Linked DNA regions of Sus scrofa: region 2 is linked to region 1. The links are chromatin contacts, called in public HiChIP or PLAC-seq maps. All regions are on one chromosome and are shown on one strand. Each heading gives the region's core, a stretch centred on a gene start, on an enhancer-like site or on the middle of the called end of the contact. The rest is flanking DNA. Distances are from core to core; before and after follow the strand shown. Region 1 overlaps LOC106506054 (a long non-coding RNA gene). Region 2 overlaps ZMIZ1 (zinc finger MIZ domain-containing protein 1).

What was found. HiChIP or PLAC-seq counts read pairs in DNA pulled down with a chosen protein or histone mark.
Region 2: a contact with region 1 is called in an H3K27ac HiChIP or PLAC-seq map of skeletal muscle. The contact joins two enhancer-like sites. A contact is called at or near these places in 5 of 47 Hi-C or Micro-C datasets (omental adipose tissue, psoas muscle, skeletal muscle and 1 more) and 1 of 2 datasets of contacts at active chromatin or transcription factors (skeletal muscle).

What each region holds. Positions count from the first base shown.
Region 1 is chr14:81,239,774-81,244,158 of Sscrofa11.1, reverse strand. The region is part of intron 4 of LOC106506054 (a long non-coding RNA gene); the gene reads left to right. Among named protein-coding and RNA genes, the nearest start is that of ZMIZ1, 170 kb to the left of the region's middle. Within about 2 kb of position 1,563, at least 12 of the 83 cell types and tissues checked have an H3K27ac peak or open chromatin away from gene starts, as enhancers often do. A contact at or near this core is called in skeletal muscle, where this site is marked.
Region 2 is chr14:81,525,644-81,529,840 of Sscrofa11.1, reverse strand. The region is part of intron 4 of ZMIZ1 (zinc finger MIZ domain-containing protein 1); the gene reads right to left. Among named protein-coding and RNA genes, the nearest start is that of TRNAK-UUU, 73 kb to the left of the region's middle. Within about 2 kb of position 1,295, at least 5 of the 83 cell types and tissues checked have an H3K27ac peak or open chromatin away from gene starts, as enhancers often do. A contact at or near this core is called in skeletal muscle, where this site is marked.

The DNA of each region.
Region 1 (4,385 bases), core at 314-2,813:
TTGCAGGCAAAGATAGTGGTGTCTGCAAAGCCAGGGAAGTGGGGGGTGTTGTGGGGAGAGAGGAGGCAGCAACAGCAGGCAGCAGGTAGCTCCTTTTGTCTGAGCATCACGTGTGGGGGTGTGAGTGGTGACAGTGCACTGGAGAGGTGATCAGGACTGGGTAAGGAGGCCTTGGTACCCGTGCTATGGAGTTCAGACTCTGCACTGAGGAGGGCAATGATGGCCAGGGAGTGGGATTGTGGTAGGTGAACAGAATGACCCTATTCTTTCTTGCTTTAGGAAGAGTACATCCGGAAATGATGAAGGGGAGGAGGCAAGCTTGGAGACAGGGAAGCATCCCAGAGCTGTTGCTTCATCTAGGAAGGAGGGAATGGTGGCTTGGCCCAGGGTGGTGGCTGTGGGGATGGAGGGGGACAGACAGACTTAAGAGCTTTGTGGTTGAGTGAATGTGTTAGCAGTTAAAAGGAAGAAAGAAGGCTGAAGATTGACACCTCTCTGCCAAGGTTTGCACAGCTTCTTCTTGCATACCTCCAGTTATAGGTGGCTCACTACCCAATTATTTAGTAAGGTGGTAGTTACTTACTTCAATTTAAATCTGTCCACATGTGCATCTTAAGACCACAAAAACAAGCCTAGGCCTTATTCTATTAGTAGCCTTCCAGGTCTTTGAAGGCAGGATAGTCACACATATTCTCCTTTTCCCCACCTTCATCTTTGATGTTGTTATTGTTATGAGAAGGTCCTCAGATTTCTCCATCTAATTTGGACATTTTATCCTACTCTACTCTATTCTATGTTTTTTTTTTTTTTTTTTTTGGCAGACAAGAATACCAAATAATGAATTTACAAAGAGAGCTACCTACATCTGTTATGTTGAGTAGAATAGCCTCATCCTCTGTTCAGCATGCTCTCTTCTGGTAGATTATTCTAGCAGGAAGTCAAATCATAATTAGTAGGTCCCTTCGTAAGCATGAACAGAGAGTCAAGAGAATTAGCTCACTGATGTCAAGATGCTCAGAAAGTAAGTAATTTGCCCAAAGTCACACTAATAGAAGTAGCACAAGAACACAAATCCAGGTCTGTCTGGCTGCAGAACCCAAGCCTACACTCTTGCTCCTCTTCTGCAGAGATGGTTGGGATGGGAGGGCATGGTGGAGGTGGGGTGGATGAGAGGCAAAAGCCCAGGAAGGGAGCAAGTGCAGAAATCCAGAACAGAACCATGTGGCAGAAGTGGGGAGACGGAGAGCCTGAGAGGAGGCCAGTTTGGAGGTGGCCCTCATGGGATGTGGCTTGAGAGTGAGGGGCTTTGAGGAGCCGTTGGTGACCCCAAATGCTGGTTGGTGGTGTTCTTTGTTCCCCAAAGGTGTGTCCAGTAGGAGTGATTTAGCAGTGGTAGTGGGAGGGGATGTTGAGCCCGGATGTGATGGAGGTGCCTGGGAGACCCCCCAGGAGAGGTCCAGCAGGCAGCGGCTCCTGACAGTGAAGCATCACTCTCATGCCTGTCTGCCTAGTGACTCTCAGTGCAGATCCCTCCTGGGCTGTTCCACAGCTGGCCAAACTCCAGGCTCAGGACAAAGGATCCCTGTCCTCTCCAGCACAAGGCTGATCTCCATGGGAGCCCCCTCCAGCACAGCCGAGGGGCCACTCATCAACAGACAGGACTCGCTGCCTCGAACGACTCTGCAGGGCCAGGCCATGGTCCCCAGAGACTTGCTTCCAGGAATCACCATGCTGACAGTTACTGGCACATCCAGGGACCTCTGGGGACATCTAGGGACGGTGGAGCTGTCCGTCTGGAGTCAGGCTGGCTGATCTGGAAGAATCTGGGTCAGAACAAGCCCAGAGAAATTCAGGGCTCAGGCAGCTCACTGCAGTGGAGTAAGAGGTGGCTGGGCATCGCCCCGCACTCAGTGTGGCCAGAACACTCCCCGCACAGATGCTCTTACCGACATTGGCTGATGCTCCTGTCAGGAGGTGGCCCTGACAGCTGTGTGACCTTAGACACTCCCAAGCTCTTTGAGCCTCTGCCTTCAGCCTGGGCACAGAGAGAAGTAATCATCCTTCTTTTTCCCCCTGCTTTCTTCACAGAGTTGTTGTCAAACAAATGAGGTAATAAATGAAAAAGTGTGTTCTCAGCTATACTGCAAGGCTGTGTGAGAGATAAACAAACCTAGTGAATACACAGACACACACACGCACACACGTACGCATGAGAGAGAACGAGAGAGGAACAGAGATGCAGAGAAAAAAGAGAAAAGGAGAATCGGGTGAATCAAAAGTAAGTCAGAAGAGTGAGAGCGCAGAGGTGGGTGAACGAGGTCAGGGTCTGGGGACATAGGGACAGAGTGGGGGATACAAGGAGGAGGGAGGGGTCAGGAGAGGGGATTGTGGGCCCGGCTGACCCTCACTTCTTCCCAGGGGGGCACTGCAGGCTCTGGCAAGGCCCCTCCTGGTTGGGGCAAGGTGTCCACAGGCTATCTGCAGGTGTGGAAGTCTTGTAGTGCCCCTGAACCCACCATGGCCATACACCCAAATCCTGCCCCAGAGAGACCCAGCAAGGAGCACTAAGCTGTGATGTGAAGTGCCAGTCTGCCTGGCACCAGTGGCCCTGCTCAGAGGTGGACCTGGCAGTAGGGCACTGGGCTCTGGGCTCTGGCTCTGCAGCCACCTGCTGAGTGTCTTATGCTGAACTCCCCCTTCTAGGCCTCAGCTTCCCCTCTGTGAGTCAGTGCTCCCTTAGGGCCCTGACTCTGAGTTCAGAGACCCAGGCAGCCTGGTGTCATGCTTCCTCCCCTTGAATGAAGGCAGCCATGACCTTTTTCCACTTTGCCATGATTATCTGGAAGCTGAGTTTTTCCAGTTTCTGTTCTCTGTGCGTATGGCCTTTGTCCACCCTCCAACCCCTTGACTGGGTGTCTCCTCCCAAAATTTGGCTCAGGAAAGACTGAGACCCTTGATGACCCCCTGCAGGCAGTATCACACTGTAAGGAGCTGGACCACCCAAGACAGTTAAGTGGCTGTCGGTCTGGGTCCCAATATTCCAGAGAATGGAGTTCGGGGCATTAGGAAACATACACAAAGACTTTTCTTTTAAAGAGGAGGCCCTGCTTAGTGAAGAATCTTCATCAAGAATCTACAATGGGGAGTTACCGTTGTGGCTCAGTGGGTTAAGAACCCAACATAGTGTCTATGAGGATGCAGGTTCGATCAATGGCCTCACTCAGTGGGTTAAGGATCCTGCATTGCCGCAAGCTATGGCATGGGTCACAGACATGGCTTGGGTCTGGTGTTGCTGTGGCTGTGTCTGGGAGCTGCAGCTCTGATTCCACCCCTAGCCTGGAAACTTCCATATGCTACAGGTGCCGCTATAAAAAGAAAAAGAAAAAAAAAAAGATTCCGCAATGGGCTGGTCTTCTGGGGAAAGGTCAGGAGAGGGGGCTGGGTGAGAAGTAAAGTAGGATGAAGTCACTGTGTCCTTTCTTCCCTTGGCTAGAGTCCCCCTCCTGCCCAGAGTTGTGGCCAGAGTCCCCAGGGCAGGGATGGAGAGATGTGCCAGTCTGTCCCACCTGTCCCTGCCCAGGATCCAGGGCCCACCAGATGTGGCAGCTAGTGGCACCTCTGGCTGGAGCCATCCAAGGCTTTGAAGTTAGGAGTCAAGCTGAACCTTTGGCTTTTGAGGAAGTGGGACATCCTCTTTAACAGAGGTACAGAGGCCACGTCTCTTGCCCAAGGTCATGATGCTAGGTGGTTTTTTCTTGAACCAGGGCAGAAATCATGGTCATCTGACCTGAGAATGTTGAGGTCAGTGGCCTATTCCAAGGGTTTGCTTAAACAGGATGGGACGCCTTTCCTGAGGAATGACACATGGAGGTACTGGGTACAGCAAGTTCTTGGAGCAGTGTTGAAGAGGGTGATGGTGGTGATGATAGTGATGGTGGTGATGATGATAGTGATGGTGGTGATGATGATGCTGATGATGGTGATGATGATGCTGATGGTGATGATGGTGATGGTGGTGATGATGATGCTGATGATGGTGATGATGATGCTGATGGTGATGATGATGGTGATGGTGGTGATGATGGTGGTGATGGTGGTGATGGTGACGATAGTGATGGTGGTGATGGTGGTGATGGTGATGATGATGGTGATGACAATAGTGATGGTGGCAATGATGATGATGGTGATGGTGGTGCTGATGGTAGTGATGGAGATGGAAATGGTGCCTGGTCTTCAGCCCCAAATCCAACCCAATGAAGGGGGAGGAGCCTGAGTCGACCTCTGCTGAATTCCCCTCCCTAGTATAGCATCTGGCATTTAGCAAGGGCATCATAAATATCTGTGAACAAGTGAATGAATTCACTTGTTGAAGGCATGCTGAGAGT
Region 2 (4,197 bases), core at 46-2,545, 290 kb before region 1:
GACCTAAACAGACTAAAGGAACATCTTAACCAGTATAAATGGAAGAAAGTGACTGAGGTTAAGAAAGCACTGTAGTTTGATGCCTTCCTCATCTTTTTTTTTTTTTTTTTTTTTTTTTGGCTTTTCTTTAGGGCCGCACCCACGGCATATGGAGGTTCCCAGGCTAGGGGTCCAATAGGAGCTACAGGCTGCTGGCCTATGCCACAGCCACAGCAATGCCAGATCCGAGCTGCATCTGCCACCTACACCACAGCTCATGGCAACGCTGGATCCTTAACCTGCTAAGCGAGGCTGGGGATCGAACCTGCAACCTCATGGTTCCTACTCGGATTCGTTTCGCTTCGCCACGACAGGAATCCCATGCCTTTCTCATCTTAAAGATAAAGGAAGCAGAAGCTTGAGTCTGGTGCCTTAGACCCCTCAGCCATCCTGACATGGATTAGCAATGAGATCCTGCTGTGTAGCACTGGGAACTATGTCTGGTCACTTATGATGGAGCATGATAATGTGAGAAAAAAGAATGTATACATGTATGTGTAACTGGGTCACCATGCTGTACAGCAGAAAAAAAATTGTATCGGGGAAATAACAATTAAAAAATATAAAAACAAATAAATAAAAAATAGAAAAAAAAAAAAGAGAGATAAAGGAGCTCAGAGAGATGTAGCAGCTCCCTGTGGTCACACAGCAGGTGACACTTCCACACCCAATCTTCGGTGCCTACACTGGGTACACTGCCTGGAGACAGAGGAAGAGGGTGGTGGTGAGGCAAAGACAGTCAGAGTGACTTTGTGCCCTACCCCAGGGAAGTTAGGAGGAGAAGCAGAGGGACAGAACGTGAGGGGGGAGGAGGGAAGAGGCAGCTCCAGGCAGCTGACCAGGACCAGCTGCTTCCCATTCTTGGCCGGGCAACTGGAGCAGGCCCTTGGGTCAGCTTGTGGCCTTGCACAGGGTGAGGTCCCTGGGTAGGGGGTGGGTCCCGAGAGCCAGATCGTCTTGGCTGTGAGGCCGTGGGGCGGGGGGGGCGCTTTATCTCCCGGAGCCTGTGCTCTCATCTGTCAGGCAGAAAGGTGCATCCCTTCCCTAACCCACTGGGCTGAGGAGCTGAGTAAGTGAAGTGGCTCAGGGTAGAGTGTTCAGAAAAGGGAAATCCTGATTTGGACAAGAGCTCGTCCCAAACCAGGTCCCCCTCCTCAACTCGGGGAATGCCCCTAGGCCAAGACTCTGCACCCGCTGGCCCCAGAGGCTTTGGCTTGACACTTGAGGATCCTGGAAGGGTAGACCTACTTCTCTCCATGACCCAATCTCCCAGTACCCACCCTATGGGAACCCCCACTGTCAATGGTGGTTAAAGGGACAACACAACGTACCCTGGGTGTTTCAGACTGGGGGCTTCCTGAGGGCCAGCCCCACACAGCTATGTATACCTGACAACCTGTTTAGGGGCACAGGAGTTCATCTAGAGAGGGAGGCTGGCTGATCTAGGAGAAAATGTTGATGTTGCCCTGACACATATCCCGACCCACCCTGAGCTGGGAATCTGCACTCTGGGTGTCCCATCCCTCTGGGGCATGTGACACCTTAGCAGGCCCAGGCTACGTCCTTGAGGCCAAATCCTCCTGCCACCTTCTGGCTAGACTCCAAATCCATGACCTCACAGGGAACTTTCCCTGACAGCTTCTCTCCCCCAGAGGTGAAGGAGGGCCAGCTTCAGCTCTGGATAAGGTTGCTAGATTTGCTCTCATCCCCAAGGCTATGCCACCACTGCTTTTTGTTTCCTCGGCATGGAAAGAGAAAGCGGCAACTATTGAAGCTATATGTGCCAGATACTAGGTTCTCTACTCATATCACCTTAAGCCTCAGAATTCCACTGTGATGTTCTAATTATTATTACCATACTATAGAAGAAGAAACTGAGGCTCAGAAAGTTCTGATGACTTGCTCAGTGCCACACTACTGAAAGTGGCAGTGCCAGGACTTGAGCCCCAGTCTGGTTATACAGCTCATGATGTTTTATTGCATCATGCTCTCCATGGAATGTGGCAGGCTTCCTCCTCATTTCCTTCCCTGCCCCTGTGTGTGAGAAAGGTGACTGTCACTGCTGTATAACCCTGAGGACAGTGCAGAGACAGGGAGTCACAGCATGATGCTGTCTGGTGCTGGGTCTGGACCGCAAGCTTTCCCTAGAATAGAAGTGCCCATGCAGTGACCCTGATCTGGCCTACGATTCCAAAGGTTCATGCACCATGAAATGGGGAAGAGGGAGGGTGGAAATAATTTCCTCAGGACATTGGGAGGACACAGGGTGAGATGAAGCTGGAGATGGAGCCAGGGTTCCCGACCACCAGCTGGTATCCTCCAGAAGGCTATAAATACCCTGCAGATGTTCTTACAGCTCCAGCTTTTCAGACAAAGAGGTGTTCTCCACTGTCCCTTCTCTACCCCAGCTCAAGACTCCAAATCCACCCACCTGGCATTCTCTAGGAGCTCCAGACAGGGGCAGGGCGGACGGTATGTCCGTGGGAGAGTCAGAGCTAGACGAGCCTTCAAGGACCAACTAGCACAGGAATGGCAGGGCTGTGGTGTGTGGGACGCCACCCCCACCTCCTGCACCCATAACAGGCATGGCTAATCAGTCACGCACTTTTCCCACTGGGTCCAGACATGCTCAACCAATCCTCCACACTGTTCCCTGCTGTCCAGCCATTCTTTTGTGTGTGGGTGGGTGGGTGTTTGCCTTTTCTAGGGCCACTCTCGCGGCATATGGAGGTTCCCAGGCTAGGGGTCTAATCAGAGCTGTAGCCGCTGGCCTACGCCAGAGCCACAGCAACACCAGATCCGAGCTGCGTCTGTGACCTACACCACAGCTCACAGCAACACCAGATCCTTAACCCACTGAGCAAGGCCAGGGATCGAACCGGCAACCTCATGGTTCCTAGTCAGATTTGTTAACCACTGTGCCACTACAGGAACTCCTGTCCAGCCATCTTAACCACCTGGTGCCTACACATGAGAAGAAAACTTCTGGGCAGCTCCATTTCTAAAAGGAGAGTGAAGAGAGCCCCAGAATGGGGAGAGCTTAGCGGGGGCTCACTAGCCAGTCAAGGCACGAGCAGAGATCTTCAAGCCGAGTTCCCAATTCCTGACTTTAATTCTCTTTCCCCAAAACTGGAAGTCACAGCCAGGCCCTTCTCAAGCTGAGAGCCCACATCTAGATCACTCAGGCAAGCCAGCCACATTTCAACAAACCTTACATCATCAATCAGCCTCACAGCAGCTAGTGGACAAGTATTATCCTATTTTGTGGAGGAGAAAATTGAGGCTCAGAGTGGGTGAGCGATTATTACTGAGTCACACAGGGATGCCTGACTGCTTTAGGACAGTAGCTGTTTCTTCAGAGCCTGGGCTTTTATTTTTATGAACTTTGTCTGGCTTTTCTTATAGTTAGCTGCTATAAACTGTCAGATTTTAAAAAACATTTCCCCCTAAAAATTGTGTGTGGAGGAAACAGAGCAATCAGAAAGCAGGCATTTACTTGAGCTAAAAGTGATAGATGATAAAAAAGCAAACGGTCTTTTTTGTCTTTTTAGGGCTGCACCACGTTTAACTGGAGCTACAGCTGCCGGCCTACACCATGGCTACAGTAACACTGCATCCAAGCCGCATCAGCTCATGGCAATGCTGGATCCTTCACCTACTGAGTGAGGCCAGGGATCGAACCCATAACCTCACGGTTCCTAGTCAGATTCGTTTCTGCTGCACCACAATGGGAACTCCCAAAGCAAACACTCCATACGGCTAAGATCTAGAATGGATTTGAGGATCTGCTCAGGTCTATCATTTACAGATAAGGAAACAGGCCTAGGACACGGGTCGGGGTGGAGGTGGAGCAGAACCTTGAGGCCCTGTTCTGGGTCAGAAGTGGGGCCAGGCCCACATCCAGGCCTTGGGAGCAAGGGGGCCCTAAACGTCGCAGCTTTCTCGGCCCCAACTGACTCCAGGCACCCCTTGCAGGTGCCAGCTTCCCTGGACAGCTTCCAGGAGCCTCAAGGTGGGGGTGGGGAAGGACAGGGTGACCGGAGCAGGCCTGGCAGGAGCAGGGGCTCCGCTCCCACTTGGGAAGCATCTGTGGTTTCTTCTACAGAAGCCCTGTGAAATTCCCATGGCTCCACGCTGATTTTTGGCATCTCAGCTGGG